Regions from separate parts of the Macaca mulatta genome. Here region 1 is linked to region 2. Evidence: chromatin contacts called from public Hi-C data. All regions are on one chromosome and are shown on one strand. Each heading gives the region's core, a stretch centred on a gene start, on an enhancer-like site or on the middle of the called end of the contact. The rest is flanking DNA. Distances are from core to core; before and after follow the strand shown. Region 1 overlaps ARHGAP28 (Rho GTPase activating protein 28). Region 2 holds the start of ARHGAP28 (Rho GTPase activating protein 28).

Region 1 (4,301 bases), core at 1,293-3,792, 160 kb after region 2:
TCATTGTTACTGTTTTATATGTTTATGATCACAGAGGCACTTATTCTTGTAATATATCATTGCTTTCTAGTTTTTTGAGAAAGTTGAGGAATCAGGTCTGGAATCTGAAGGAATTTTTCGACTTTCGGGATGTACTGCTAAAGTCAAGGTACTGAACATTTTGTCTCTTCCTAGGTAGAGTTCTAAGCTAGCTAGACCCCGTTCACATAAGCATCGGGTATCTAGTCTTTGTTGTTGTTTATTAGATTATCACTTGGTCCTTCCTAGTATTCCTTGGTACCTGTGGTAACATGTTTGTTCCAGAGTGTTTTCATGATCCAGAATTTTAAAAATCAAGGCAGAAACATTAAAAAACCAAAAACAACAATGAAATAGCACATCAATTCACCATAAAAAACTGCTGCTTCCCTTTAGTTTGGAAAAGTTGAAACGTCTCACCACTGTTTTGGAGGTTAAACACCTTAGTTTGTTGTGTTCCTCTCAGCCATGGAATTCACTAAGCCAATGTTATATGAGCCTTTATTTCCATCATTCGTTGGTTTAAACATTCCTTGGCTCTCCCTTTAGTGAAAGCTGTTACAGGAATTTGTAGCAGTGGCTATATAACCACTAGAATACTCACTCAGCAGTTCCAAAACCCAGTTCCACTTACGGTAATGTTAACATCCACATCTAAAACCAGCTGTTCAGTGTGAATCTTCTTCCTTTGCTTCCTTACTTCCATGAGGTGACCAACTCTACAGTATAATAGCGCAAAGAATTATTAGAAAAGAAAAGCTTTTCTCATAAAAATCCACCAAAATATCCCACTGTGTCTGTGGTAGGCATCCACCATGGAGAGCTCCTTCCTGCAGTTGGATCACTCCCTGGCTTGCAAATGTGAAAACCTGAGCAGTTTTAAAAGATGGATCCCTGAGCAAACAGTCTCGGGGCAGGGGAAAACAAATGTGGTAATGTTTATCAAAAAGACATTTGTAGAGGCAAAACAGCGTCTCTTCATTAATTCATTTTGGTACATGCTTTGGGAAATTCTATTTGTATCAGTCTCACAGTTTTTATATAGAAGTGTGATGAGAGGTTTTTCTAAGTGGAAACTGAGAATAGATAGGCTGTGTCTACTGGATCCTCCAGAAAGCAGATGCTGAGATGGGTGAGGAGCAGAGGAGGGTCATGGCAGTACTGCTTCTGCAGGATGAAAGGGGCAGGAATCAGGATTGGCTGGGGTGAGGCTCCGACCACGGTGCAGGTCTGACAATTCCTAATCGTGGAGGAGCTGTGTGCTGGGCAGAATGGGCCAGGCCCTAGTACCCGTGCCTCCCTCCGTCGTGGGCTGGGGCTTCCTGCAGAAAATATGGCTGAGCCACATCTGGAAGGGGCCTGCAGCTGGGAGAGTCTGCTACCTGAGCTTTTGCACATGAGGGCGAGGTCTTCCGTGAAGGGAGGTCAGAGCAGGGCACCAGGACTCAGGGCTCCAGGCATGTTGAGGGGTTACGACTTCCCTGAGAGTGGAGTTGGCTGAATGCTGGCACAAGTTCTTGTGGAAGGCAGGGAGAAGCCCAACGGCTCCTTAAGGTTTATGCTTTCTAAGTTGAATCTGCTTTTTGTCTCCATTTCTCGTGTGTTTGGTTCCTACATACTCTTCTAAACAGATGTATCCTACACGTAAGGATGAAAACCATTACTTATTTTGGTTAAATCTTTGGTTATATCTGCAGAGTCAGAGAACCAAAATGAAAGAAAGAAATTTCCTAAACAGAAACATATTCCATCTCTTGAAACCTCTGTCCATAATTGGGAAACTATTTGCATATGTTCTTCCTGGTTCCTCTGTGTGTGTGTGTGTGTGTGCGCGCGCACGTGCGTGCGTGCGTGTACACACGCATGCATGGGTGTATAACATGCATAATGGATATGACTTAAATGTCTTGTTTCTAAATCACCAAAAGGAGAAAACATTACAGGGCATTTCTTATGTGCACAAAGTTTAATGTCATAGCAGCAGTTACCTTTCTTTGTCTAATCTTCCACTGAAAAATGCTTCTCAAAGGCTAATCATTCCTTCAGAATGTTCTTATAGGCACATGCATTCCTGGACCACATATAGGTCAAAGTCTTTTTTCTCCCCAGTTTTACGTAGTTTCAGCCTATTTATTCCATCACTTATTAGTGGAAAATGTAATCCAGATGTTTTCATGGTTTGAGCCCCAGGAAGGCCAATGTGAAAGAAATCTGGGCAAGTGAACAGAAACCGGGAAACACTGCAGTTAGAAAGACATTGAAACGTGATGCGTTAAAGGGCTCTTTATTCCTCTCCTTCATTCAAGCTTTTTATTTAAGCTACCTCCTTTTTTGTAATTCATCCACTGAACTACTGAAAACTCCATTATAATAATCCTCGAATTGAACCACGTTGATGACTCCAGCCCTGTAGTCCGCTAGTGTATCATTACTGTGAACGGTCTGGCCTGGCTTTGTGCTTAAATGCTTGGGGAGGCTGACAGGGAAGCAGCCCTGGGAGGAAGCTGCTGGTTTTAGCCAAACAGGGAACACGCAGCTGCGGAGCCAAGTCCCAGACTCGAGGCCTCAGCTCATTTGGAACCAATTTAATGCTTTGGTTGGTGTTTGCAATGATTTTCTTTCAAAAATGACAGAAATTTGAGCCGAACACCGGGGAATATATTTTATGGAAAGAGACAGACTGTTTGACATGCGAGTTTTTCTTTTTTGACTAGTTCGAATCATTCCAAGGCTGTTCTAAATGTTTTATAATTACCTCACCTGGCTTATTTAGGCTGGTCATTTGCATTTGTATAAAACTACCTCCAAAATAGAGTCAGGTTGCATTTTTGCTGAAGGGAGTTTTAATGACAAGACTTCTCATCCTTGCCTAGTGCTCTCAGTAACAGGGGTCAGAAAAACAGGGCTTCGGAACCTCTAAGTGCTCCCTGTCTTTGGCAAGGTAAACTCACACCTGGTTGACATGGTTTCACATTGGGACCACCATATAAGGTCAGCTCTGTTCAGAACCAAAAAACAGACATTCTTTCTCTCAGCGTTGCTTTATACCAGCCATCCAGACAAGATGACGCAGTATTATTCCCTAAACAGTCACACCGCATACGTGTGGGGTTCCCATAGTAATGACACTGCGGGTTAGAAGAGACCTGAGAGTGGGGGCGGGGCAAGCAGTCAGTGCGGCATTTATTGGGAGCTGTCAGCAGGACCTGCCACTTGTTTTGATCTTGGGAATGTCGTTTTAATGTTCCATTGTACATTGGGAAGCTTGAAGCACAGACCATACCCTAGTCAGCTGCAGAGTCAGGATAAAATCCTAAAGGATCTGGTTGTAGCACCTGCCCTTGACCCAGGTGCCCTGTTGCCCCTTAGGTGACTGGGCACTACTCACAGGTTAGGATGGCCACATTCGTGATTCAGATAGATTCCTTTGGCAGAGGTATGTGGAAAATGAATTTGAATTCTTCTCCTCTCGCTGGTGCTTCCTGTGCACTTGGAAAACAATGTCCCCTTTGCTTTACTGCAGTGGTACCAGGCGACTGATGGGAAATGCTTACTCCTCCTCCTGTATTTTTCCTATTAACAACACTGCCATCTGCCCATTACAAATCAGATGGAAATCATCTTGGAAAATCATCTCTGATGATTATTTCTCCCTCTGAGTCTCATATTCAATCCATCACTGATTCTTGAGAATTTTCCCTCCTGGGCATTTCTTAAATGCCTCCTCTCCTTTCTATCCTACAACTGTTTATCCAGATTAGTCCTTAGTTATCCGTCCCTGGAAGTGGTGCCGTGGCCTGATAACTGGGTTCTTTGCCTGTCACTTGCTTCCACCCACCTGACCTGTGCCAAGCTCCACGCTCCCCCAAATCATTTTCCCATCTGGCTGTCAGAAAAGATAAATTTACCCTTGCCATTCCTGTGCTTAGAGATGTTCCAGTCTGCCTCATTGCCTACAGGGTGAAGGCTAGTCCCCTTAGCACTGGCGCTGGCTGCTCTCCAGCCTCATTCCTTGCCCTTGATGTGCCAGCAAGGCTGAATGAACTGGAGTTCCGCAGACACTGGATCTGCTGGCATTTGTATCACTGCTTGAGCAGGATCCCCTTCGATTTCCTCTCTCCTGTAATCCTCAAGACTTGGCCCTAGCAGCGTTTGACTCCTCTCTTTCCTGGCTGCATAGCACCAATACATGACTTTTCTTACAGCATGTGCACTCTGAATTCGTAATATCAGCCCATGAAATAGTCCCACCCACTAGATTACAGGACACCGAAAGGCAAAGA
Region 2 (4,532 bases), core at 1,479-3,978:
ACTCATTGATTCGTACGTTCATTCTTTCAACAACTATTCCTTATTGAATGCCTACTCTGCAAAACACTACAGGCTCTGGGCTATAAAGACAAAAACATGACCCTCGCCCTTCCAGTAGCTTACAATTTAGTAAAAGACACGAATTTGCTGGAAAATAGTAATACAATCTTGAGTTAGCAAGTAGTTTTCATCTCAAAGCTATCTTGCTGGTTTGGGGTTCTATTTTGAGGTAGCTTTCATGGCCATATCTGGGCTCAGTGGAAAAAAAATGCTAAGATCTGTTAGCAACATCTGCCCTGGGCGCAGGCGTGGAGAATGCACACAGCACAGTGTTTGGCTGACTGTGCTTTAATTACATGGCCGAATGAAATTATTTGTTATAATGAAAGTAAGAGCAATTTCCACAGAAGGGCAGAAGGAGGGTTGCTTTGAATTAGGAACACCTGAGAGGCTTTATAGTGGTATATAGAGGGTTTTCCAGGATTTCCAGACAAGAAATACTAGGTAGAGGCAAAGACAAAGTAAGATCACAGGACAGGCTGGTGTAAGTGGGCCACAGGGCCTTGGGAGTGATGAAGTACTAGGAGATCAAAATAGATTAAGGAGAGGCCACACTAAGGAGTTTGGACTTCAATTTGTAGCAAGTAGGTTACATTTGAGGGCTTTCTGAGAAAGAAGAAGAGGATGTTCTGCATTTTAGGAAAATCACCCAAACAGCATTTTGAAAGGGGATGGGGCTTAAGAGGAAGCTGATGGAAAGTAATCTTTGTGAAGGAAAGATTGCGGCCACCTAGTCAGGAGATGGTGACGAGAGGGCAAAGACATTAGCGGTGGGAATTCAAAGAATGGTTGGCAGATATTTTGAGGAACAAATGACAGATTTGATCATCGATTGGAGGGAGGAGTCCAAAGTGAAACCAGGGCGTCTACAATGTGAATACACAAGAGGAGGAGGGCTCCTTGGCTGGCAGGATGAGGCGTTACTGCAATGCGGGGCATCTAGAGGCCGTGTTACGATCAAAATGTTTATAAGAAAAGACCCTGTAGGTATTTCATATTGTGAGTCTGTAGTTCAGAAAAATAAAAGAAGAATGTCCCATGCCCAGAAAAAGTTCCACTACTATAATTCCTTATGATAATTCTAAAATACTATCAGATAAAAATTACAAGCTTTTATGAAGTTTGGTGCCAAAATTTATTGGGTGATAAACTTGACCTGAACAAATGTGAGGCTATCTATAGACTTTATCCTACTCAAAGTCAATATTCATTTTTCTTTGCTGCAGAAGTAATACACTTAAATATACAATACTGTCCCAAATTTACTGGGCTGAGGGTTTTTTATATTAAATGGTGCATGCATGAAATTATCATTTAAAAATAAAAAGTAGATGTAATTTCTGAAATGCATCTGTTCCCAAGGTTTTAGATGAAGAATTGTGGATACATATCAGTACCTACAGTGGTTTTTCAACTTCACGTTTTAAGAAGGTATTGTCTTAGTTTTATGCATTGGCATAAAGCACAGTAAGTAAACAGATGCCTCTTTTTATCTGAAAACTTTGGAGAATAAAGCATTCTTTGCATGTGTCTTTTCCATACACTCGTGCTTGATAAGTTTCTTTATCCATAAAATTGGGATAATAATACTACCTACCTGTTTAAACAGCTAATGTACACCATTGTTTAAACAGCTAATGTACACCATCTAACACGTTAGTAAATTTAGTCATTATTAGCTTACCGTTTAATTAATAAAACATTTTTTAAAGCATTTTGGATGAAAAACTTATGTTTTCCCAAACTCTGAAAGTGCAATGAAAATAAATGTGTCCCTTCTTGATGAATGTAAAGAGCAAAGAGTACCCCCATTTCTTGAAAACCTAACAGGTACTTGTTGCTTTAATCCTACAAGATGAATGTTATTTTCCCCATTTCACAGAGGCAGCAACACAGATTCCGAGATGTTAAGTAGCATGATCAAGTTGCCCTCCAGTAAGGGATAGATTAACTTGTCTTTCTACTTCATCTAGCTCCTAGGGATGTGTGGAAGAGACAGCAGATAAAACACTGTCCATGTGAGTAAAACATTCACGTGGGCCTCTTCCTAGGCATACTTCTGGTTACTTTTTAATCAGCTATAAGAATGTCGTATTTTTCCATTTGTGCTATTAGTCCTATGTGGATAAGGACATACTTCAGACTCAAGATTTCTAATGATGCCCCTTTTTATCTACCTCGAACCAGTCCCTACATCCTCCCCCACCAACAGTAACTTCTGGAAATAACATCCATTTGGCCTATAATAATAAAGTCTAATTTTCAGACAAGCTGCAAACGGTATCTGTTAATTTGATCATGACTGGGAGGAGGAAAGGGATGTGAGAGTGAGGTAAGAGTCTGGTAGTGAGATTGAGGGTGGGGGAGGGAAGCGTTCCCTTGCTATGAGAGGGAATTACCTGACCCAAAAGGAAATCAAGTTTATTGTAACTTGACTAAGTCAACAGCAAGGTAATCCAGTTCTTCAATTTTTGATGTGGATGCTTTAAATGACAGAGTGTCACATTTTCTCCTTTTCTTCCCCAGAGCACACATTTCAAACCCCGCCTCTCTCCTCAGCCTGAGGTATGGTTTCTTAGTCTCACTCCTTGCAGCCAGGCAGGAAATGTTCCCAGCCACAGGATAAGCCTCCAGTTGGAAGCGGGCTGGGAGGGGGAGTGAGAAAAGGAAAAAAAAAGAAACAATGAAAAACAAACTTTACTAGAGCCGCTAGCAGGAGCCCCAAAGGATCCCGGCCGGTTTCCAGTTTCCTAGAAGCGGGGATCACACCTCCCCCCGCACTCCCGACACATGCGCGCACACGCACACACAGGCGCAAACACACAGGCACACACACGGACACAAAGGCGCGCGCACACACACACACGGACACACACGTACACACGGGCGCGCACACAGAGGCACAAACGCGCACACAGGAACAAACATGGACACCCAAAGGCTTACACACACACACACACACACACACACACGGACACACAAAAGCGCACACACGGACACACAAAGGCGCGCGCACACAGGCACAAACGCACACACAGGCACACACAGGCGTGCAGACATACACAGGCACACAAACAGGCACACACACGCACACACAGGCACGCACGCGCGCGCGCGCGCGCGCGCACACACACACACACACACACACACACACACACACACAATGCCCGCCCCTACTCCAGCCCGTGGGCGTGGTTCCCAGCGTCTGCGAATTCGCGCGCCCGGGGCGGGGCGGGGCGGGGCGGGCCTGCCCGGGGGCCACTGACAGCCGCGGGAGAGAGCGGCTGGTCGCACCTCCGGCCCCGCTGCCCAGCTGCTGACAGCCTCCCGGCGCGCCGGTCCATGCTGGTCCCGGTCTTTGTTCTGGGGCCGGCGCCGAGACATGCGTGGCTGACGATGGAGGTGGAGGACTCGGGCGGCGTGGTGCTGACCGCCTACCACTCGTACGCCCGCGCCCAGCCCCCCAACGCAGAGTCGCGCTGCGCGCCCCGGGCCGCCGCCAGCCACCCGCTCAGCAGGTACCCGGAGCCGCTCCCGCCAGGGCGGCGCAGTCGCGCCGGGCTTGGGGGGTTCGCCGTGCAGCTGCGCCTTCTGCCTGGGCGCAGATAGTTGTTTCAAGTTTTGGTGGACTAGATGAGTGAGCCTGGGGTTCTTTGCATTGTCTTTGACTGGAGGTGGGAAACGCTCGAAGGCTGCACTAGCCTGGGCTGAAGTCGTTGGCTAGCAGAGATTAGCAGCGGGATTGCATTCTTGATACGATTTGAGGATAAGTCATGTGTATATATATATATATATATATATATATATATATATATATACACCCATTTCGGCCAAAGTTGCCTATAAAATCTCGGGAAATTAAAAAATTTTCCAAATGAAACACAAGCAGCACATGAAAAGAAAACATTAAAATACATAACCCTAAATCCTCAAAATACTCCTTTTGAGAGCTTGTTCAGTAACTGCATTTCTGATTTAAAATGTAGGTTGAGAAATTCTCTAAAAAGTACACCTCAGTAGACTTTAAAAGACAATTTTATTTCTACATGTTAAAACCTTTCAACTGTATAAATGCATTGGTGTCATTATTTGATTACTGCTGATGTCAACTCTATGTTGTGAATGCAATTATATTTCCTTTTGGTCAAAAGAAGCCTATACGCATCTCATCCTGTATATTTCAGATTTAATGAGGGATCTATGTTAAATTACTGTGTCAGTGATCATCCATTTGATGCAAGATCAAGGCCAATGAGACTCTCCTTAACTAAAACAAAAATGGTTAAGTGGGTAGACAAAAGTATTGTGATGAGTGAGATGGTTTGGTATTTGATACATATTTGGGGGAAGTTTTATTTGTGTAAATGTGACTATCTGATCCATTGATGAGTGCTTTTCTTTACAAGTGGGCAATTTGAGTGATGTGTTTTCATCATGTTTATTTTTAATCATTTCTTTTTTCTCATACTTTT

What was found. A called contact is a pair of places that touch in the nucleus more often than the background predicts.
Region 1: a contact with region 2 is called in a Hi-C map of fetal cortex germinal zone, with 2.1 times the contacts expected there. The contact joins the enhancer-like site here to the promoter of ARHGAP28 in region 2. A contact is called at or near these places in 2 of 14 Hi-C or Micro-C datasets (fetal cortex germinal zone and fetal cortical plate).

What each region holds. Positions count from the first base shown.
Region 1 is chr18:77,986,434-77,990,734 of T2T-MMU8v2.0, forward strand. ARHGAP28 (Rho GTPase activating protein 28) reads left to right here. Exons shown (of 18, transcript XM_028838212.2): 10 at 71-148. Among named protein-coding and RNA genes, the nearest start is that of ARHGAP28, 160 kb to the left of the region's middle. Within about 2 kb of position 2,543, at least 7 of the 40 cell types and tissues checked have an H3K27ac peak or open chromatin away from gene starts, as enhancers often do. A contact at or near this core is called in fetal cortex germinal zone and fetal cortical plate, where this site is marked.
Region 2 is chr18:77,824,060-77,828,591 of T2T-MMU8v2.0, forward strand. It overlaps ARHGAP28 (Rho GTPase activating protein 28), which reads left to right and starts at 2,729. Exons shown (of 18, transcript XM_028838212.2): 1 at 2,729-3,578. The coding sequence starts at 2,851. LOC144336386 (a long non-coding RNA gene) reads right to left here and starts at 3,497. Exons shown (of 2, transcript XR_013408129.1): 1 at 3,355-3,497; 2 at 2,464-2,705.